2 separate regions of the Drosophila melanogaster genome follow, and region 2 is linked to region 1. A link is a contact called in public Hi-C data. All regions are on one chromosome and are shown on one strand. The core of a region is the stretch at or near the end of the contact, and the rest is flanking DNA. Distances in the headings are between cores, read along the strand shown. Region 1 has its middle 26 kb from the start of lncRNA:CR46475. Region 2 has its middle 88 kb from the start of AGO3.

Region 1 (3,704 bases), core at 468-2,967:
ACTACTGCCTTCTTGCTGGCGTAGCTCGCGTGGTCCTTGAACGATAGTCTGCGATCTATCATTACCCCCTGGTACTTTAGTGACTCTTGAGAGGTCACCTGAGTACCCTGTGCGCACAAAGGCCAAGTCATTGAGCGCCGCTTCCAGATCGCTCTTAAACTTGGGAACGCTTTCCGAAGCTTTCCCCTCTACCTCAAGCAACAGCTCACCTTTCTGCGTTCTCCGGATTTTTCGCACGTGACTGCCCAGTTCGCTAAGGCTCGGGTCCGATCTTAGCTTCCGAAGCATCTCTGCGTACGAAGCCTCTCCTGTCTTTTTTTAGGCTTCACCTTGGTCCACTCTGCACCCGTGCTAGCATTCTTGGCGACAGATGCGTAGCTGCCTGGCTTGGACTCATTAGGTATGGATGTCGCCTTTTCTTCACCGTTGCCACCCAACGTATGGTTGCTCGGCTGGGTCGCCTGGACTTTTGGCACTTGCACCTTGGGTACCTGCGCATTTTGTGGAGCCTTTTTGGTAGGCTTTTGTGTCTCCGTCTGAGTAGCGCTGCTCTTCAAGCGGTGCTCGCTAGTAGTACCTTCGTACAGCTCTATCGCCCTGTTGTTAAGGGCTGAGAGTTCGGAAGCTATGCCCTTTGTCTCTCGTGTCACGTGCCGTTGGGCCTCGAATGCAGATAGCAGGGTGCTGATCTTGCCATTCATAAGTATGCCCCTCAGGTCGTCGTTCTGGAGAGCAGTGGTCAAGTCCGAAGACCGATGAGGGGAACCAGCTGGGGACTTCCCTCCCGTCTTTTGCGATGGCACGGCGATGTGGTCCATCGTCTTCTGACTTGTCGCGGTCGAAGATGCTGTAGGAGCCAATTTCTCCACCTCTACAGCATCGCTGCAGTCGCTAGTCAACGGCTGCGGGGGGCCTGCGTGCTCACCCCTTGCCACCGACGGGACCGAGATTCCGTCACCATGGGTCGGGTTACCGACTCCTCTTGTGGGGGATCTCGAAAGTCGGGAGCTCTTCCTTAACGGGTCGTTGCGATCAGAGGGACTGCCCCCCACTGCGCTGTCCATCAACTGAAGGATGGCCTAAGGTTACCTAGGCGAAGCACCAGCCTTAGAAAGGGGCTCCCACGTAGGCCACGGATTTCCCCCTGGCTTTTACGGATGGAGGTTTGTACCGCCTCGACTCGGACACCAGAGCCTCTGCTTAGGCACCAGCACGGTGAGAGGATGATATTTGGTCTGTCCGCGACCTTTGTGCCTTTTCCCCTTTCTTAAAGACTTGTGCCAGTAACCAGAATCAAAATTAAATTAAATTAAATTTAAACGGTTTAATTTTAAATTTAATTTTGAATTTAGCGCCCTACTGTCGCAACACAACACTGATCACACGGCTGATCTGGCAACGCCTCCCTCTCCAGATCGCCCGCTGCGCCAAGTTGGCAGCGCTATCAGCTGTTTTATCCGCTGCAACAATCGCAAGATAATAAATTACCTATTTACCTGAAACAGGCGCACAATTAACTCGCGTGATTGCAGCGCAAAACTATGGCGCGACTACACCGTGTGGTTTTGCCAGTTTGCCGCACACACCGGCCGACACAACTTCTATGGTTTCGAGTATTTTGCGCAGTTAATTTAAGACGTCCGTCTTCACGGCGATGTAGACTTGGTCTCCAACGGGTCTGTGTGTGTGTGTTGGCAACTTCTGTTTCGTATCGATACCCTGTATCGTCTTCCCCCCTTCCTCACCAACGTATTGTTATTTTTTTTTCGTTTATTCCTCGAAGTCTCCTGGCCCGCCGGCGCCCGCACTTCCCGGCTTCAGATCGCTGATGTGTGTCGTCTTTTCTTTCCTGGTTGCGTTGTGTTCTAGGACGTATATTACTAGGGCCGATTTTGCCGCAAAACCTTCGGCTGCCTTTGACAGGTGGGGCTTTTTGACCCATACTGTGTCCCCGACCTTGGGTTTCCACGGCCGTCTTCGGAGTAATAGTGGCGCTCCTAAACCTGCACCGCCCTCTCCATATTTCTCCGCACCAGCTCGAAGATTTTCTTCAATTTCTCCGCGTTTTCCGCCGGTGTCTGCGTGCACTTGCCAGTCTCGGTCGTCTTTTCGTCGAACAACGCGTTGGGCAGCCTCGTCTCTCTTCCCTGCGTTATGAATGCCGGCGAGTATCCTGTGGTCTCCTCCACACTTGTGTTAACCGAAAGCTGCAGCTCCGGCCAGTGCTCGTCCCATGTCCTCTGATCGGCACCTGTGAAATGAGCGATCATTGTTTTGACGGTCCTGTTTGCCCTTTCCGTAGGGTTCTCTTGCGGCGTATATAGAACCGTGAGCTGGTGTCGCACGCCCAGCTGCTCCAGAAACCTCCTGAACGCCCTACTTGTGATCCGCACCCCGTTGTCTGTGAACCAACATCATCGAATTTCCGTTTTTGGACCGCGGTCAGGGGCACACGAAATCTGCGCACACGGTTGCCCATGGTTCTTCCGGCACCTGTGTTAACATTTTTCCGGGCGCCGGTAGCTGGCTGGGATTGTACTTCATACAGCTCTCGCAGTTTAGCACGTACTTTCTTATGTCTCGATGCATTCCCGGCCTACGATAATGAACTGCAATCCTGGCAATCGTCTTGCGACTTCCCAAGTGTCCCGCAGTTGGCATGTCGTGGTTTTCGATCATGACGCGCTGCCTCTGCCGGATCGGTACACACATCTTCCACGATGCCACATCCTCGTTGCCCGCCCGATGCGGAAAGTGTCGTAACAGCTTGCCGTCCTCTTTCAAATAGTCCCAAAATTTCTGCGGCTGCTGTTTTACTTCTTCGCATCTCCTCCATCTACCTGCATCCCTGCTGCTCTCTCGATTGTTCGTCGTCCTCCACTCTCACTCTTCGGCTCGCCTCCTGCAGAGGTTGTCTTGAAAGCGCGTCCGCGACGATGTTCAACTGGCCCTATTGCTTTTACGTTGCAGAAAAGTTCCTCTCCGCTGCGTTCACCGTTCTACTGGAGTAGGAGATTACTCGCTCGCCTCGATCGGAATGCTGTGTATTCAGAGCCATACGGTCCGTGATGACCTTGAAGTGGTAGCCCTCCAGCCCTCTATACTATTGCTAAATATTGCTTTTCCGTTGCAGAAAAGTTTCTCTCCGCTGCGTTCAGCGCTCTACTGGAGTAGGAGATTACTCGTTCGCCTCGATCGGAATGCTGTGTAAGGATTGCGCCCAGCCCATAAACGCTGGCATCCGTCTGGAACACAGGCGTCATCGTAAAGTTGGGGCAAGCCAGAATCGGGTCGGCGACCAGCCTGGCTTTGACGGCCTCGAATGCGACTTGATGGGCGTCTTCCCATTCCCATTTTGCCTGCTTCTTTAAGAGGGCTGTACCAGCGTCGCAAAATCGGCCATGAAGCGTCTGAACCGCGACGCAACTCCCAAGTATTGCCTCAGCTCCTTCACGTTTCCTGGCGGCTTCAGCTGCGCTACCTTCTCAGGATCCGTTCCAATACCTTGATTCGTCACGCGGTGACCCAAGTATTATAGCTTCTTCCTAATGAACTTGCACTTATCCGCATTTACTTTCAGGTTCGCCGCCCGTATCCTCATGTGTTCCTGCTGAGTCCGTCCGATCACTATAATATAATCCTGCTATGCGAAAGCGTGCGGCATCATTTCGGGCCCTATTACTTGGTCCAATGCCCGTTGAAAC
Region 2 (3,704 bases), core at 490-2,989, 160 kb after region 1:
CAGCTGCACTGCATTCGCTAGTTTTCGGCGGCGGGGGGCCTGCTCGCTCACCTCCCGCTCCCTGGATTGGGGTTCCGACTCCTCTTATAGGGGACCTCGATAGCCTACCACTCCTCCTGAACGGGTCGTTGTGTGTTGTGTTTTTTTTTTTTATTATTATTTTTTTTTTATTATATACGGCAGGAAAATGAAATCTTCTAAAGATACCATCTAACGTAATTGGATGGCATGCACGATTCATAACCCTCAGCTGAGGGCTTATGCCTACGTACTAAAAAAAAACCTCCGCTCTCTCTCCTGTCCTTGTCAAGCTCACCGGGACTGCCAGTCAAGGTATTTCATCGGTGAGCAGGATGTGATGCCAAGTTGCACACCATCTTCTTTTGCGGTGCACAGCAGCGCCTTTTTACGACCAACTGAGCGTACAGTCGTAGAGTTCTTGCCCCGCCAACATACGGGAGTACTCCTTATCTATAGTTCCGATTGGCCATCTCGTCCTTATGGACACGCTTCATCATGGTGACGATGATCACGTGAGCCCCATCCCAAAGGATTTCGTCCGCCATCATAGCAGCAACCAAGCCTCTCGGGCTGAGAGGTGACCCAGCGAGCGCCACGAGTTGCGCCCTCTCCTCGGCGAACCTGGAGCAGTGCAGTAGGATGTGCTCTGCGGTTTCCACTGCGTCTGTGCTATAAAGGCACTGGGCTGTATCCTCGTGGCGGAACCTAAATAGGTACCCTCGAAAACAGCCATGGTCCGTGAGGAACTGGGTCATGTGGTAGTCCACCGTTTTGTGCTCGCAATCAGCCCACTCCGTTAGTTCCGGGATGAGTTTGTAAGTCCAGCGTCCCCGTTGTGACTCTTGCCACCTGTTGTGCTGTGTTGTGTTGTGTTCACGGATGAACGCGTTGATCTTGCCCGGCACGATCTCCCTATCTGTCCCATCGTGATTTTATTCTATGGGGATTTTGGAGATCCCGTTCTTATGTGAACTGTCCAAGAACCGTACAAGATTTGAAAACCAAAAACCAAAATCCAAATGGAACTTGCCAACCTAACACCTGCTATTTTAACAAGAGTCACGACAAAGGCCAGAAATCGGTTTACGAAATGTTTGGTGAATGGGGGACGTCACCTATCAGATTTCATCTTTAAAAAAATATATAAATAAAAACTTCAGACATGTACCTAAATTATAAAAATAAATAAATATTTTCCTATGTCTACAATAGTTTTAATTGAGTTCTGAAAAAAAAATAAATTATGCTGCCTCATTCTGTAGTAGCTAGAGGAATCAATGCTCTTGTTAAGGGCCCGTTCCAAGGTGTTCGGATCGCTTACACGTGGTACGCATATTGGTGGAGACGTGGTGAATTTTTGGGGATCGTCTGTCACCATTTTGGGTGCCACATTCTTCAATATCAGGATCAGTATCCATTATTCTCTGCTTCAGTGGACAAAAGTGCAAACCGATTGTTTTTTTAAGGCGAATGGGTAAAGTAATGAGGGCTGCGACACGGCTTTTCGTTTCCTATTGATAATGCGATTATATTTTTACAATGTGCATTTCGCTTTAAGTGACTTATTGGGCAGTGATGTCAGTTCTGTTGGCAGGTCATTGACATAAGGCGCGGTTGAGCAGCCGGTATATAGTCCAGGTAACAGTGGAATTGATGTTTCTGCTGATTGATACCATCGAGCTGGGGACTGCATATTTGATTGGCATTCCGCCCATGGTAGAGGATATATCTGCACGGCTAGTGCGAAGATGGGAGCGTATTTCTCGTGGGTCGGTCCCAGCTACTTTACTCATTCTTTGCTAAATCGCGAATGAAAAAATGAATTCTCCAATGCATGAAAATATACTTCTTTAGTATAAAGCAATTGATTGATGCTTACGATCAAAAGTCTGAAAAGTAACTTGTAACAGCCTACCGCTTGCGCAGGGCGCAGAGCGAAGGGTAAAAGCAACACAACTTAGTACTTGCTTTGCCGATAATCCGTCACCGCAGAGCAGTGACCAATAATTTTTTTTACACTGACTTTTGGAAAACTTTTGACTCTTATATAAAATTTTTTTCTTGTATTCTCCGAATCACATGCGGTGTCCCACAAGACAGCCACCTTGGTCCGCTTATTTTTGTCTTACTTATTAACGACCTTCCTTTAGTAATAAAACATTCGGGTGTACTTACGTTACGCAGGCGATGTCAAATTATAACATATATTGCCATTTGGACTTAAAATCCGATCTTGATAGCTTTTAAATATGGTGCCGTGATAACGTACTAAACTTCAAGTGTAAAGTTATGAGCTTGTATCGTGTCAACCTAATATACAAGTCTTACACATAAAGGGACGCTCTTTAGGCAGAATATCACGGGCTTATGATCTTGGTGTTCTTCTGGACCCTAAACTAAAATTTTCAGACCATATATCGACTATTGTCAATAAGGCCAGGGGTGTGCTTAGCTTTTCTAAAAGGTGGCAAAGGAATTCTTATTCATTTCGATTGTCCGATTCTTGAGTATGGATCACCTGTTTGGAGTCCTTAATACGTAGTTTACTCAGAGAGCATTGAAATGGCAAAAAAAAAAAACTTCATTTTGTTTGCCTTTCGACGCCTAAATTGAGATGCAAACCTTATTTTAATAAATTTACGTTCCCTAGCTAACCGTGGAACGATGCTTGGAACAGTCTTTATTTGTAAGCTTATTCGTGGTGAAGTTGATAGGGACTATCGGTCGTACCTCCGTTACATAGCACTTAGCTTCCTACTGGCGAACGATATCACGTGCTCTCCGTCGTTCCCGTCCTGACTGCCTGCTGCTTCGGATTTCTCTCTATCTCTCATCTGACCACTCACCCGTACTCTTCAACATTTTTCGGCAGCCAGAAATTAAGGAATGGCCGCATCATGTTACAACATCAGACACAAACTGGTTAAAGTATAAAAAATATGTCAGCACACACTTAGAACTCAATCCTATGCTAGACACAAATTAAGATATTGTAAGTTCTGTAAAAACATTTGAGTCGATAATAACAAAAGTCGCTAGTGCTGCAACACGCCAAATTACTTCTAAGCAACACTTAAGATATGGGACTACGAACAGGCAAATCGAGAACTTAGTGCTAAAAAACGACGTCTCCGACAAGAGTGGAAAACCCATAGATCACCAGCCACAAAGCACCGGCTAAAGACGGCAACACGCGCCCTAACGAAAGCTCTTGAGAATGAGGAGGATAAAGAACATCGCTGGTATATTGAGAAACTATCGCTGACAAACACAAGGCAGCTGCAGCTCATCATAAATTTGAGTTATTTTATTTATCGCTCTTATACATTGCTGTGTGCAGCAATAGATTTTGCATTCCCTTTATGATATGTTCATTTCTCTCAATAGAGAGCGAGCACAGCTGTTTTAATCTTTATTCTGTAAAACTTGCTCAGTTGCCTTTGCATAGCAAGTTCAGTTACCAATCATGTGTTGATCGCATTGTTATTGCTGTGATACACTTTAACTATTTATCGGTTCGGTACGGGCACTGGTGCCTTTGTTATACCCTACAGCCCTGTGTGGCAAAATGTATATTGAAATAAACTGAAATATTAATTTAAAGATTAACTCTACCGTGCGTATAAATTGTCACACCATTTTTCAAAGTCAATGAAGAAGCTCATGCCTAAACATTTGGTGAC

Evidence for each region. A called contact is a pair of places that touch in the nucleus more often than the background predicts.
Region 2: a contact with region 1 is called in a Hi-C map of the Kc167 cell line, with 1.8 times the contacts expected there. The contact joins two enhancer-like sites. A contact is called at or near these places in 21 of 107 Hi-C or Micro-C datasets (the D17-c3 cell line, the Kc167 cell line, the S2 cell line and 7 more) and 1 of 6 datasets of contacts at active chromatin or transcription factors (the Kc167 cell line).

Annotation. Positions count from the first base shown.
Region 1 is chr3L:23,302,929-23,306,632 of dm6, forward strand. No RefSeq gene overlaps it. Among named protein-coding and RNA genes, the nearest start is that of lncRNA:CR46475, 26 kb to the left of the region's middle. Within about 2 kb of position 1,718, at least 1 of the 39 cell types and tissues checked has an H3K27ac peak or open chromatin away from gene starts, as enhancers often do. A contact at or near this core is called in the Kc167 cell line, where this site is marked.
Region 2 is chr3L:23,464,677-23,468,380 of dm6, forward strand. No RefSeq gene overlaps it. Among named protein-coding and RNA genes, the nearest start is that of AGO3, 88 kb to the right of the region's middle. Within about 2 kb of position 1,740, at least 5 of the 39 cell types and tissues checked have an H3K27ac peak or open chromatin away from gene starts, as enhancers often do. A contact at or near this core is called in the Kc167 cell line, where this site is marked.